Linked DNA regions of Sus scrofa: region 1 is linked to region 2. Evidence: chromatin contacts called from public HiChIP or PLAC-seq data. All regions are on one chromosome and are shown on one strand. Each heading gives the region's core, a stretch centred on a gene start, on an enhancer-like site or on the middle of the called end of the contact. The rest is flanking DNA. Distances are from core to core; before and after follow the strand shown.

Region 1 (6,012 bases), core at 3,189-5,688, 110 kb before region 2:
TAATGCCCTCAAGGTTCATCCATGTTGTTGCAAAATGGCAGAATTTTATTCTTTCCTATGGCTGAAGTATATTCCATTACATATACACACCACATTTCTTTATTGATTCATCCATCAATAGACACTTAGGTTGTTTGCATATCCTGGCTATTGTAAATAATGCTGCAATGAACATGGGGGTACAGATACCTTTTTGAGTTAGTGTTTTTTTGTTTGTTTGTTTGTTTGTTTTGTCTTTTTGCCTTTTTCTAGGGCCGCTCCAGCGGCATATGGAGATTCCCAGGCTAGGGGTCTAATTGGAGCTATAGCCACCGGCCTACGCCAGAGCCGCAGCAACGCAGGATCCCAGCCGTGTCTGCAACTTACACCACAGCTCACGGCAATGCTGGATCCTCGACCCACTGAGCAAGGCCAGGGATCGAACTCGCAACCTTATGGTTCCTAGTCGGATCCGTTAACCACTGCACCATGATGGGAACTCCTGAGTTAGTGTTTTAATTTCCTTTGATTAAATATTCAGAAGCTGATTCACTGGATCAGAGACTTCAGATTTCATGACACCACAAGTAGCTGTGACACACCTGCTGGAGCTTACATGGTGCCTTTGCAATGTGCTGTCACTCTGATTCAGGCCCACAATGCTGGACCATCACTCCCATTTGTTAATGGGGACACAGACCCATACTGACTGGTGACATGATCCAGCCATGGTCACACAATTTGTAAATGGTAGAGCTGGGACTCCATCCCCAGACACTGGGGTCCCAAGCCAGGGCTCTTAAACCTGGATTATTCTCTTCCCATGTGGGAACTGTTGTGGACATCTGCGTCTTTTGCATAAACATCCATTCTTCCTTCTTCCCTCTGGTGACTTCATCTGAATTTTCTTTGGGGAAATCATACCTACCACAGCCCACCATCACCACCTTAGTCCACGTGATTTGGGTGAAATTGATATGCCCCGGCAAGCAGAGGATGAATGCTAGAGGGAAGGGGCCCCCAGTTTTGAACTGACAGAAGAATAACTGGTTCTTCCCAAGCTCTGTTCTGCAGCCACTTGTGCTCCTGAGAAATAAACACAGCTGTCATTGAAAGTAAGAGGTTTTAGTCATGTCTAATCCCAGGCCATAGATAAACAGGAACTCAGGGGTGCCCTGAGATGTGAAATGTTTGGAAAAAAATGTCAGCAAGTACGCAGAGCAAGGAGGGAGGAGACAGTGCAGAGCAAATACACAATTAGGCTTCAGACCACAAATAACAACTGAATAATCTTCCCGGGAAGCCCCCTTCTATGTGTGTGCTTGGCTCTACTGCCCTCTAGTGATCAGACAGGGACCAGCAAGCAGACTTTAATGGAATTCCAAGTGCCAGAAAAGTAAAACTTCTCCAAGGAGGAAGGATCATCTGAGAGAAACCAGATCCTCTCCTCTCTACCCCCTCAACCACTGGCCACAGTTCCTTCAGTTCTCTCTTACACTTCTGAATAGCCTCCTCATGGATACTTTTAAAAATAATAAAACCAACCCACTGAATGCTGACTGCAGGCACTGAGCTTACACGTGGCACTTTATACCCATTTTCTCAGTGAATTCTTACAACATCCTTTGGAATTGGGCAGTATTCCATTTACCTCTAAGGAAACAGGCTCACACAAGTAAGGAAACTTACCCAAAGGCACATGAGTGAGTATACAGAGAAAAGAGGAGTGACCACTGGTGGGGATAATCTTCTTTAAGGGGGACAGTGATAAAATGTCCTAAAATTGATTGTGGTAATGGCTGTACAACTTGAAGAATACATGAAGAGCCAATTAACTGTGTGGCATGTATATTATTTTCCTATTGCTCCTGAAATTACCACAACCAAGTGGCTTTAAACAACACGAATCTGGGAGTTCCCGTCGTGGCGCAGTGGTTAACGAATCCGACTAGGAACCATGAGGTTGCGGGTTCGGTCCCTGCCCTTGCTCAGTGGGTTAACGACCCAGCGTTGCCGTGAGCTGTGGTGTAGGTTGCAGACGTGGCTCGGATCCCGCGTTGCTGTGGCTCTGGTGTAGGCCAGTGGCTACAGCTCCAATTCGACCCCTGGCCTGGGAACCTCCATATGCCGCGGGAGCGGCCCAAGAAATAGCAACAACAACAACAACGACAACAACAAAAAGACAAAAGACAAAAAAAAAAAAAAAACAACAACACGAATATATTATTTTATAGTCTGGAGGCTAAAAGCTAAAATCAAGGTATTGGCAGGGCTTTGTTCCTTCTGGCAGCCCAGAAAGGGATTTCTTTTCTTGCCTTTTCTAGCTTCTTGGGTCCGCTTTATTCCCCGGCTCTTGATCCCTTCCTGCATCTTCCAAGTGTGTCACTTAACCCTCTAGATCCAACATCACATTTCCATTTTCTCTCTCTCATCCTCCTGCCTCCCTCTTATGAGGACCCTTATTATTACACTGGACCCATCTGAATAATCCAGGATAGTTTTCCCATTTCCAGAACATTAATTTAATCACACATCCGATGTCATTTCTACCAGGCGAGGTTACACATTCACATGCTCCAGGGACTCTGAGTCCACCTCCTCTCCATCCAGGCCCTTTCCAGCAAGCTCAGCTAACAAGAGCTTACCTCCTCCTGCCCCTCCTTCCCACGTGCATGCACAGCCCTGACTTTCACTCCACTTGTTCCCAAGTGTGCCATCCATCCTGGGAAAAAAAAAGCAGCCCTCACATCTCTCCTCTGGACCTCCCACCACGCTCGGGCTGTGATGGATAAGTCTCCTCCCTGCACAGCGCCTTCTCCCGGAATGATGAACGCAGCTCGCTCAGCTTAGGCACATGGAGCCGAGAAAGCTGGCGGACTGATGGCCTGTCTCTGTGGGCAGCCTGGGCTCATGTTAGAAGCTGCTCCTCCTCCCACGGAAGGGATATATGACCATCTCCTGTGTGTCAGGTGCCGTGTCAGATGCATCACTATCACTTATCTAAGTATAGTTGATTTACAATATTGTATTAGTTTTTGGTATAGAACAAAGTGATTCAGTTATCTCGGTATATATATTATTTTTTCATATTCTTTTCCATTATGGTTTATTACAAGACATTGAATGTAGTTCCTTGGGTTATACAGTAGTACCTTGTTGTTTATTTTATATATAGTAGTTTGTAGCTGCTAATCTCAAACTCCTAATTTATCACCTTACCCAGCTTTCCCTTTTGGTGATCATAAGTTTATTTTCCATGTCTGTGAGTCACTTTCTGTTCTGTAAATAAGTTCATTTGTATCATATTTTAGATTCCACAAATAAGTGATAGATATAATATTTATCTGTCTCTCTGGCATACTTTACTTAGAATGGTAATCTCTAGGTCCATCCATGCTGCTGCAAATGGCATTATTTCCTTCTTTTTATGGCTGAGTAATATTCCGTTGCATATATACACCACAGCTTCATTATCCATCCATCTATTGATGAACATTTAGGTCACTTCCATGTCTTGGCTATTGTAAATAGTGCTATGAATACTAGGGTACATGTATCTTTTCAAATCAGAGCTTTCTCCAGATACATGCCCAGGAATGGGACTTCTGGGTCATATGGTAACTCTGTTTTTCATTTTTTATGGAAGTTCCATACTGTCCTCCATAGTGGTTGTACCAATTTACATTCCCATCAACAGTACAAGGAAATAACCCTCTTTCTTAGCTGTTCCCAGGGGCTGGAGAATAAGCTGTCTAGGACTGTGTGCCAAAGGAAAAAAGGTAGTGGAACATGACCTTGATAGTCAGCTGAGGCTGCCACAAACTGGCAGCCTCTTCACTGGTGTGGGTATTAATAATTTTCCTATTGCTACTGTTACCCTTAGTTAAAAGTAATGAACCTCCTCTTGTTTCAGTGATAAGTGGCAATGTTTGCTACTTTTACTTTTCACATATCCAGAGGAGAAAGTAAAAGAATCCATAGGAGTTCCCATCATGGTTCAGCAATAATGAACCCAACTAGTACCCATGAGGACGCAGGTTCAATTCCTAGTCTCGCTTGGTGGGTTGAGAATCTGGCATTGCCATGAGCTGCGGTGTAGGGTCTCAGACACACCTCGGATCTGGCATTGCTGTGGCTGTAAGCTGACAGCTGTGGGTCTGATTGGACCCCTAGCCTTGGGAAATTCGGCCTTAAACACATACACACACAAAATATCCATAATGACGGGGAGGGGCTGTCACTAGGTCAAATAATGCCTGGAACAAACCTTTTCCATTTTATCACAATGCCAAGGGGATGTTCACAGAAGTGGAGCCACAAGCAGCCATTAAATGACAGATGCTTGCAAATTCATCCAAGTTTACTCTCGCTGACCTTTCACTGAAACCTTAAGTGTCCCCCAGGCATCTGAACAGCAATATCCTGCCAGCACAAAGTGGCAGCAAGCTGGTTTGCAACATCCTTCAGGGAAAGTGGGAGCTGGCTATTCCCAGGAAGGTGCAAGTTAGTCCTCTGAGAATGAACACATGGCTCCATCCCTCCCTAACCTTGGCCAAGAGTCAACTTCTCAGAGCCATGTCAATCTGTAAAATGAGAAGCAACACTTGCAGAGACAGACTAGCCTGCTACAATAGAAGGCATATAGGCTTTTAGACAAATCTGGATCTGAGTACTGTCATTGAGTAACCTTGAGTTACTTAATTTCCCTGAAGCCCTAAAACAATGGTAACCCAGTCTGAGAGAGATCTGTGGTGACAACTGAGTAGCAGCTTCTATAAAATGCTTGTTACAGCACCAGGCACAGAAGGCACACCTAATAAATGAAAATAGTCTATTAACCGTTACTGGCTTTTTGCTTACATTTGGCCTACAATATTGCTAACAACTCTATTGAATACTGTGCATGATTTATCATGTCATACTTGCTTTGTCTATGCCCCCAAAGATTTCTATGATGATAAAACAAACTAATATATATTTTATATGCACATATGAGTACAGAAAAAGCTATGAAAAGATATGCACCAAAATGTAATGGTTATCACATAGAGCTGTGATTATGGATGATTTTGTTTGTTTGTTTTACCTGCCTTCTCAAGAATTTCTAGAAGCTTCTCTTATGAATGTTTTGGTTTTGTCTTCTTTTTTTTTTTTTTCTTTTTTTTTTTTTTTTGTCTTTTGTCTTTTGTTGTTGTTGTTGTTGTTGTTGTTGCTATTTCTTGGGCCGCTCCCGCGGCATATGGAGGTTCCCAGGCCAGGGGTCGAATTGGAGCTGTAGCCACCGGCCTACACCAGAGCCACAGCAATGTGGGATCCGAGCCGCGTCTGCAACCTACACCACAGCTCACGGCAACGCTGGATCGTTAACCCACTGAGCAAGGGCAGGGACCGAACCCGCAACCTCATGGTTCCTAGTCGGATTCGTTAACCACTGCGCCACGACGGGAACTCCCTTAAAAGGTATTTTAAAAAAGAAGACAAAACCAGGAGTTCCCGTCGTGGCGCAGTGGTTAACGAATCCGACTAGGAACCATGAGGTTGCGGGTTCAGTCCCTGCCCTTGCTCAGTGGGTTAACGATCCAGCGTTGCCGTGAGCTGTGGTGTAGGTTGCAGACGCGGCTCGGATCCCACATTGCTGTGGCTCTGGTGTAGGCCGGTGGCTACAGCTCCAATTCGACCCCTGGCCTGGGAACCTCCATATGCCGCGGGAGCGGCCCAAGAAATAGCAACAACAACAACAACAAAAGACAAAAGACAAAAAAGACAAAAAAAAAAAAAATGCAAAACCATAAAATCTCCCTGTAATAACAATTTTAGAACTCCTAGACTTGGATCCACTTTCATTAAATGCTGAATTCTCAAAATTATATATATGTATGTATATATGCATATATATTTACATACTATATTTTTAGATTTTTGTATATTAAATTTTTCATTTTAAAATTAAAATTAGATATTAAAAACTCCATATTTATCCCTACCCACACCACTGAATTTTGATATAGCCAAGCTGTAGCAAGCCTAACAAAG
Region 2 (6,327 bases), core at 1,326-3,825:
AACCAGAAATTAACACCTATCTAGACCCAGGACTCACTAAATGCTGCAATGAGCATTTTCATGACTAAATTCAATTTGCCTGGAAACTTTTCCCCAGACTTTCATTCCTCCTGCCGTCCTACCAGCTCCTCACAAAAAAAAAAAAAAAGGGGGGGGGGGAGTTTAATCCTTTCGCTACAAGAACTACACAACTTATTCTGACTATTTATTTGATACATAGGAAAGTGACAAATCTGTCACACCCTTAAATGAAATGACTGTTCTTTCAAGTTAGGTTTTGGGTTCACACCTGGGCTGGGTGGTTAATAAGATGATGTTTAAATGATGCCAATCTGTTAAAGTCTAAATACTCTCCTGGTGTCATATTAATATATGGTTCGCAAAAAGTGGTTTCTACCTAGCTTAAAACGTTAAGGGCAAAAGATAACTTTACCAAAAAAGAATTAAGTTTACCAGGCACTTCTGGTTGTCTTGAAGCCATTGTAAGACTTGGATCCAGGTGCTTTTCTATACAGAATTCGGAGTTGTGAGTCCCTGCCACCTAATAAAAATAAAGGGCATTTTCTTACAGCGAACACCAAATAGCTCCAATGCTGTTCTTCTGACAGGCACACAGAGTTTTATGGTTTGTTTACAAGGTTGAAACACACATAAAGGAGTGAGGGTGACAAACATGCCAAGGGAGGGGAAAAAAGAAAAAAGTCAAAGGTCTCACCACACCTGTGACTGATCTTAATACCTGTGATAAGACAAAGACACTATACACAGTAAAAAGGTCACCTTACCAAAGTGAAACGATGTGATGGTTATGCTGACAGACAGATATTAAAGAGGAACATTGTCCAGCTGCTGCAAATTAGCCAAGCTGCTCAGGAAGAGTCCATCCATTCCAGAGGTCCTGAGAACAACAACCAGCATTGGCACAGCCCTTCAGATTCTGTCAAACAGCTTCCTGTACTTTCATGTATTTCCCATAACAACCCAGGGAGAGGTATTACACTCACTTTTTCTCAGCCACACCCAAACGATATGGAAGTTCCCAGGGCCAGGAATAAAATCCGAGCCACAGCTGTGACCCACACCACAGCTGTGGCAAGGCTAATCCTTAACCCGCTGTGCCTAGCTGGGGGTCTAATCCATGATGCCACAGACATATTGGATCCTTAACCCACTGTGTCATGGCAGGAACTCCTCATTGTGGTGGTTTTGTTTTTTGCTTTTTAGCACCACAGGTGCAGCATATGGAGGTTCCCAGGCTAGAGGTTGAATTCAAGCTGCAGCTGCCGGCCTATGCCACAGCCACAGGAACACCAGATCTGAGCCCAGTCTGCAACCTACACCGCAGCTTGTGGCAACGCCAGATCTTTAACCCACTGAGCGAGGGACTGAATCCACATCTTCATGGGTACTAGTCAGGTTCATTTCTGCTGAGCCAAAACGGGAACTCCCTCATTTTGTTTTTAAAGTTAGGCTCAGGGTCAAAATAACCTGACCCACAGAAAGGGGCTAGGTACCACAGTGGGTAAATTCATTCTTTGCTGAAACGATGACTGATATTTAAATGAGGAGTTTATACATTTATCTTGTGTTTTAACCCTTGCAATGACCCTGCAAAGCAAGCATTGTTTATCCCCAATTTAAAGAGAAGTAAACTAAAAAAGCAGAAGTGATTTGTCCAAGGTTACAGATAAGTGGCCCATTTATAAGACAGGTATTTCACTCCCATTTTACAGGGGAATTCAAACAAAGCCCTAGGAAAGCCAACTTACTTGCTTTTCAACTTGCTACACTGCCCCGTCTATCCTGACGGAGCTCCAGTCAGAAAATCCGTTAGTTCTTCATCAAAGGGCATCGTAGAAACCAAAGTCTGGCCACCCTCCAGGTTCGGGCAACATTCTGACCCCGAACCTCCCCTTCCACTTCGCGGTGCCAATCTCCCCCCTCCTTCCCCGCAGGGCTCTGACTTCTCCTTCACAAGATACAGGACAATGACACCAGGATGTGAAAGGCCTGGGCTGAGTCAACCGCCTCTTCAACCGGAGAGGCTAAGAAAGACTAAACAGATTAGTCGGGGCCTGGCCCACGCCGAAGGTTCCCCAGGGCAGGGCAAGTAGGAGGCTTCAGACGTGAAGGCGAGGAGCGAGGGTCCAGGACTAGGCTGGCCCGGTGAAGTCGGGGCTAGGCCAAGTGCCGGGGCTGCCTGGGTATCAGAGCGAAACCCACAGGGGACCACAAAAGGCGGGGCGACAGAGGCACGCAGTGGTCTGGCCAAGATCTGAGCCCCGGTAAGGGGAGAAGGGAGAGGGGCCGCGAGGCCCAAGACCCGGACCTCGGTGGAGGGACCAGGGCACGCCCCTCCGTACCTGCAAAAGACAGAGCCCCAGGCCCGGCTCATCTGGTTACCTGTTCTGCCGCCGCCGCGGAGCTGCCTGCGGCCCGAGCTCCGACACTAAAGATGTTCCAAGGACCCACGTTTCTCGAGAGGAAGTGGGGCAGTCGAGACGCAAGCCATGGTGTGAATGGCACTGTGCCCGTGGCGACACCAAAGGCCCCAGGCACTGAGCAGGGAGTGAACTCAGGCTGCGGAACCAGCCCGCAGCCTGATAAAGCCTCCGGAGGTCGCGTCATTTCACGCGATACTTGGCCGGGGTTGGGGGTGAGTCTCGAGGAACGCTGGGAGTTGTAGTCCACAATCGGGAAAGCCCCGTGTCTTAGCTGCACGGCTGGATGGTGGAGCCTCCGCTCTGTGTGTGGAACCCAGCAGCTCCCAAAGTAAAAGCACCCTTTACCAGCACTCTATGCCCGGGTCTGTTTCAGACTGAGGGCAGATGGAGTGACACGACCAAACCCCTTTCACAGAGGGGAAATTGAGGCTCAGAGAGATTCAAAGACACTTTGAAAAGATGTGAAGTGAGCAGAGACCCTCTTCCAGGAACAGCTGAGTTAGGCAGTGTTTACCATTAGCAGAACCCAAAGGGGGAGCAAACCGAACCTGACTCCCCTAGGTAACGTGGTCGTAATATCATTTTCCTTTTACACTAGGAAAGTGACACTTGGAGAGGTGCCAACTCAAATGTCACATCCTGAAGGAAGACTTTTTTCCTAAAGGATTTACAAATATGACAAAGCAACAAAGTTGAGGAAGTAAAGGAATAAATCTGTCCACATTTCTACCCTACGTCCAAATCTTGTGGTCAAGGCACATCTCAAGAGGGCTGTAGGGAGTGGGGTTTGGATTTGACTTTTAGATTTCAGTGTTTGACCATAGGCCAAGCCCACTGGCAAAACTGAGAGGCTTTCCTCATGCACCTTTAAACCTGAGTGCCATCACCAGACCCTTGTTTGAGTGCACTGTTAATTAGAATCTTTTCTAAATTCTGTGATTAGTTTATAAATAGCACAATTACATTGCCCTGTGATTTTGTTGTTGTGTTGTTTCTGTTCAAAGTGTTACTTTGTAAATTTTGAACTTCTAAAATATACTATATAATTTTTACCCTCTGTGAAAGCAAAGCTGACTCTTGCCCTCCTCCATCAAAAGGAAGGCATCCCCATGCTGTACAGCGGAAAAATTAATTAAAAAAAAAAAAAAAAAAGGAAGGCACATTACATCTCAGTCAGGAGGGGAAGAAAGAGCATTTTTCAACCTGACATAAATCATAAAACAGGATCACTTTGTTTTGTTCTTATCCCCAAATTAATGAAAACTGAAGACTTTCCTGGAAGTTAATGACTCTAAGACTACTTTATCCCTGATTTTTTTTTTCCTTTGTCTTTTTAGGGCCCACCTGCAGCATATGGAAGTTCCCAGGCTAGGGGTCGAGTAGGAGCTGCAGCTGCCGGCCTACGCCCCAGCTCACAGCAACACCAGATCCAAACCACATCTTCGACCTACACTGCAGCTTACCGCAACGAGGGATCCTTAACCCACTGAGCAAGGCCAGGGACTGAACCCACATCCTCATGGATACTAGTAGGGTTCTTAACCCGCTGAACCATAACAGGAACTCCTTATCCCTGACTTTTATAATACTGATGTCTGAAGCTGTGGCGTGACGTTGGCAAATAGTCGCCATGTGAGAAAATTTCTGTTTTCCCCAAAGAGCAGACTAGCTACAAACTTTTTTTTTGTTTGTTTTGTTGCCTTTTTTTAGGGCAGCACACAGGGCATATGGACGTTCCCAGGCTAGGGGTTGAATCAGAGCCGCAGCTGCCAGCCTGCACCACAACCACAACACCAGATCTGAGCCTCGTCTGTGACCTACATCACAGCTCATGGCAATGCCAGATCCTTAACCAATTGAGTGAGGCCAGGAATTGAACGCACATCCTCATGGATACTAGTTGGATTCATTCCCATTGCCATAAATGTTTAACCTTCTCAAGCTTAACAGAGCTTTCTCCGTGAAATGGGTATCATATTTGTTTATTTGGAGAGCTTATTCTTCTAAAGCCTGGACTTCCTTTGGAAACTTCTTTGTAAGTAAACTACATTGGTTGCATAGCTAAGGAGGATTCAGTCAGTCGCAGCTGAATCCATAAGGCTCAAGAAGGGCACCTTCAGAGTTATTTGATCTCAGGCCATTTTTCTCAGCTCCTCCAGTGGACATCTTGCAGCAATAGAGGTTCCCCTCCACTGCCTTTTCTGTGCTTTTTTACTCACTGGTTTTGGTTCTCAGCCAAGCTCACTTCCAGTTCTGTGCACAGCCACTTTATCCCAAGGGTGGCAGCATCATTGGGAAGCTGGTCTTTTTGAACTGTTGGTTCTTATCTGGGGGCAGACAACTGTCAGGGGTGTGTGTATGTGGCTGACCAGGGAATCTGGCTGCCTGTTTTATGTATGTTTACAACATACACTTACCAGGAAACTAATTTTTCTAAATACTTTTGATTCTGAATTTTCTTTTTGCACCTCCTTGGGCATTTCATACTTTAATAAACTTGGAGCCTCAAAAATTGGAGTTCCCGTTGTGGCGCAGTGGTTAACGAATCCGATTAGGAACCATGAGGTTGCAGGTTTGGTCCCTGCCCTTGCTCAGTGGGTTAAGGATCCGGCGTTGCCATGAGCTGTGGTGTAGGTTGCAGACACGGCTTGGATCCCGAGTTGCTGTGGCTCTGGTGTAGGCTGGTATCTACACCTCCGATTGGACCCCTAGCCTGGGAAGCTTCATATGCCGTGGGAGCAGCCCAGGAAATAGCAAAAAGACCAAAAAAAAAAGAAATTGGAGTTGACCAGAAGCTCTCTTGTAACCACCCTGGATGCCCCAAATCATCCTGCATTTCTACTTCATGGAGGAGGAGAGGAGGGTGAGACAAGACTCTGCCCACCCTCCTTCCTCTAGACATCTGTCCTCTCAGGCCAGCCCAAGCCCTCAGAAAGGTCCACTCCCTAGAGGGACCTGCCAACATCCTCACAACCTATCAGCAGACTGATGCTTGGTCACTGGGATGGAAGTAAGTGGGGCATTTGCATTTCTGGGGTCTCTAGACCAGGCATTCTTTTTTTTTTTTTTTTTTTGAGTTTTAGGGCTGCATTTGCAGCATATGAACACTCCCAGGCTAGGAGTTGAATTGGACCTGCAGCTGCCAGCCTACACCACAGCGACAGCAACTCGGGATCTGAGCTGCATCTGCTCACAGCAATGCCGGGTCCTTAACCCACTGAGCAAAGCCAGGGATCAAACCCATGTCCTCATGGATACTAGTCGGGTTCATTACTGCTGAGCCACAATGGGAACTCCTAGACTGGGCATTCTATCTGTAAACCTGCCCCCTATAATTATCATAGATGAGGGGAGGTTAACCAACCCAACTAATATCTATGAGTACGCAGGTTTGATCCCTGGGCTTGCTCAGTGGGTTAAGGACCCAGCATTGCCATAAGCTGCAGTGCAATTCGCAGACACAGCTCGGACCCCGAGTTGGTGTGGCTGTGGTGCAGGCTGGCAGCTACAGCTTCAATTCGACCCCTAGCCTGGGAACCTCCATGTGCTGCCAGTGCAGCCCTAAAAAGACAAAAAATATATATATATACACCATAGATGAGGCATTCCACCTAGCAGGGCTCAGGAATCATCTATTTCCACTGCCCATTCGGTAGCAGAGGAAACTAACACTCTCAAGGGGACTTTAGCAAAGGTACCTCAGCCAGGAGGCAGCAGAGATGAAATTCAAGCCCAGGGCCTTGTGCCCAGCTGGTAGTTTGGCTGCTGGCTGTCCCTGGCCTCAGCAAGAGAGTTGAAGGCACAGTCCCAAGGAAGCAACAACTAGAACACCTCCCTCTAGTGGTGAGGGAGAAAGTTTTCACTGAAGAAATTAAGGATTCTT

Evidence for each region. HiChIP or PLAC-seq counts read pairs in DNA pulled down with a chosen protein or histone mark.
Region 1: a contact with region 2 is called in an H3K27ac HiChIP or PLAC-seq map of skeletal muscle. The contact joins the enhancer-like site here to the promoter of KIAA1191 in region 2. A contact is called at or near these places in 9 of 47 Hi-C or Micro-C datasets (embryonic fibroblasts, fetal heart ventricle, fetal skeletal muscle and 4 more) and 1 of 2 datasets of contacts at active chromatin or transcription factors (skeletal muscle).

The regions. Positions count from the first base shown.
Region 1 is chr2:81,634,562-81,640,573 of Sscrofa11.1, reverse strand. It overlaps LOC102158524 (a long non-coding RNA gene), which reads right to left. Exons shown (of 3, transcript XR_002341733.1): 3 at 430-1,065. Among named protein-coding and RNA genes, the nearest start is that of THOC3, 21 kb to the left of the region's middle. Within about 2 kb of position 4,438, at least 2 of the 83 cell types and tissues checked have an H3K27ac peak or open chromatin away from gene starts, as enhancers often do. A contact at or near this core is called in skeletal muscle, where this site is marked.
Region 2 is chr2:81,519,824-81,526,150 of Sscrofa11.1, reverse strand. KIAA1191 (KIAA1191 ortholog) reads right to left here and starts at 2,575. Exons shown (of 9, transcript NM_001252388.1): 1 at 2,404-2,575; 2 at 786-898; 3 at 454-541. The coding sequence starts at 481.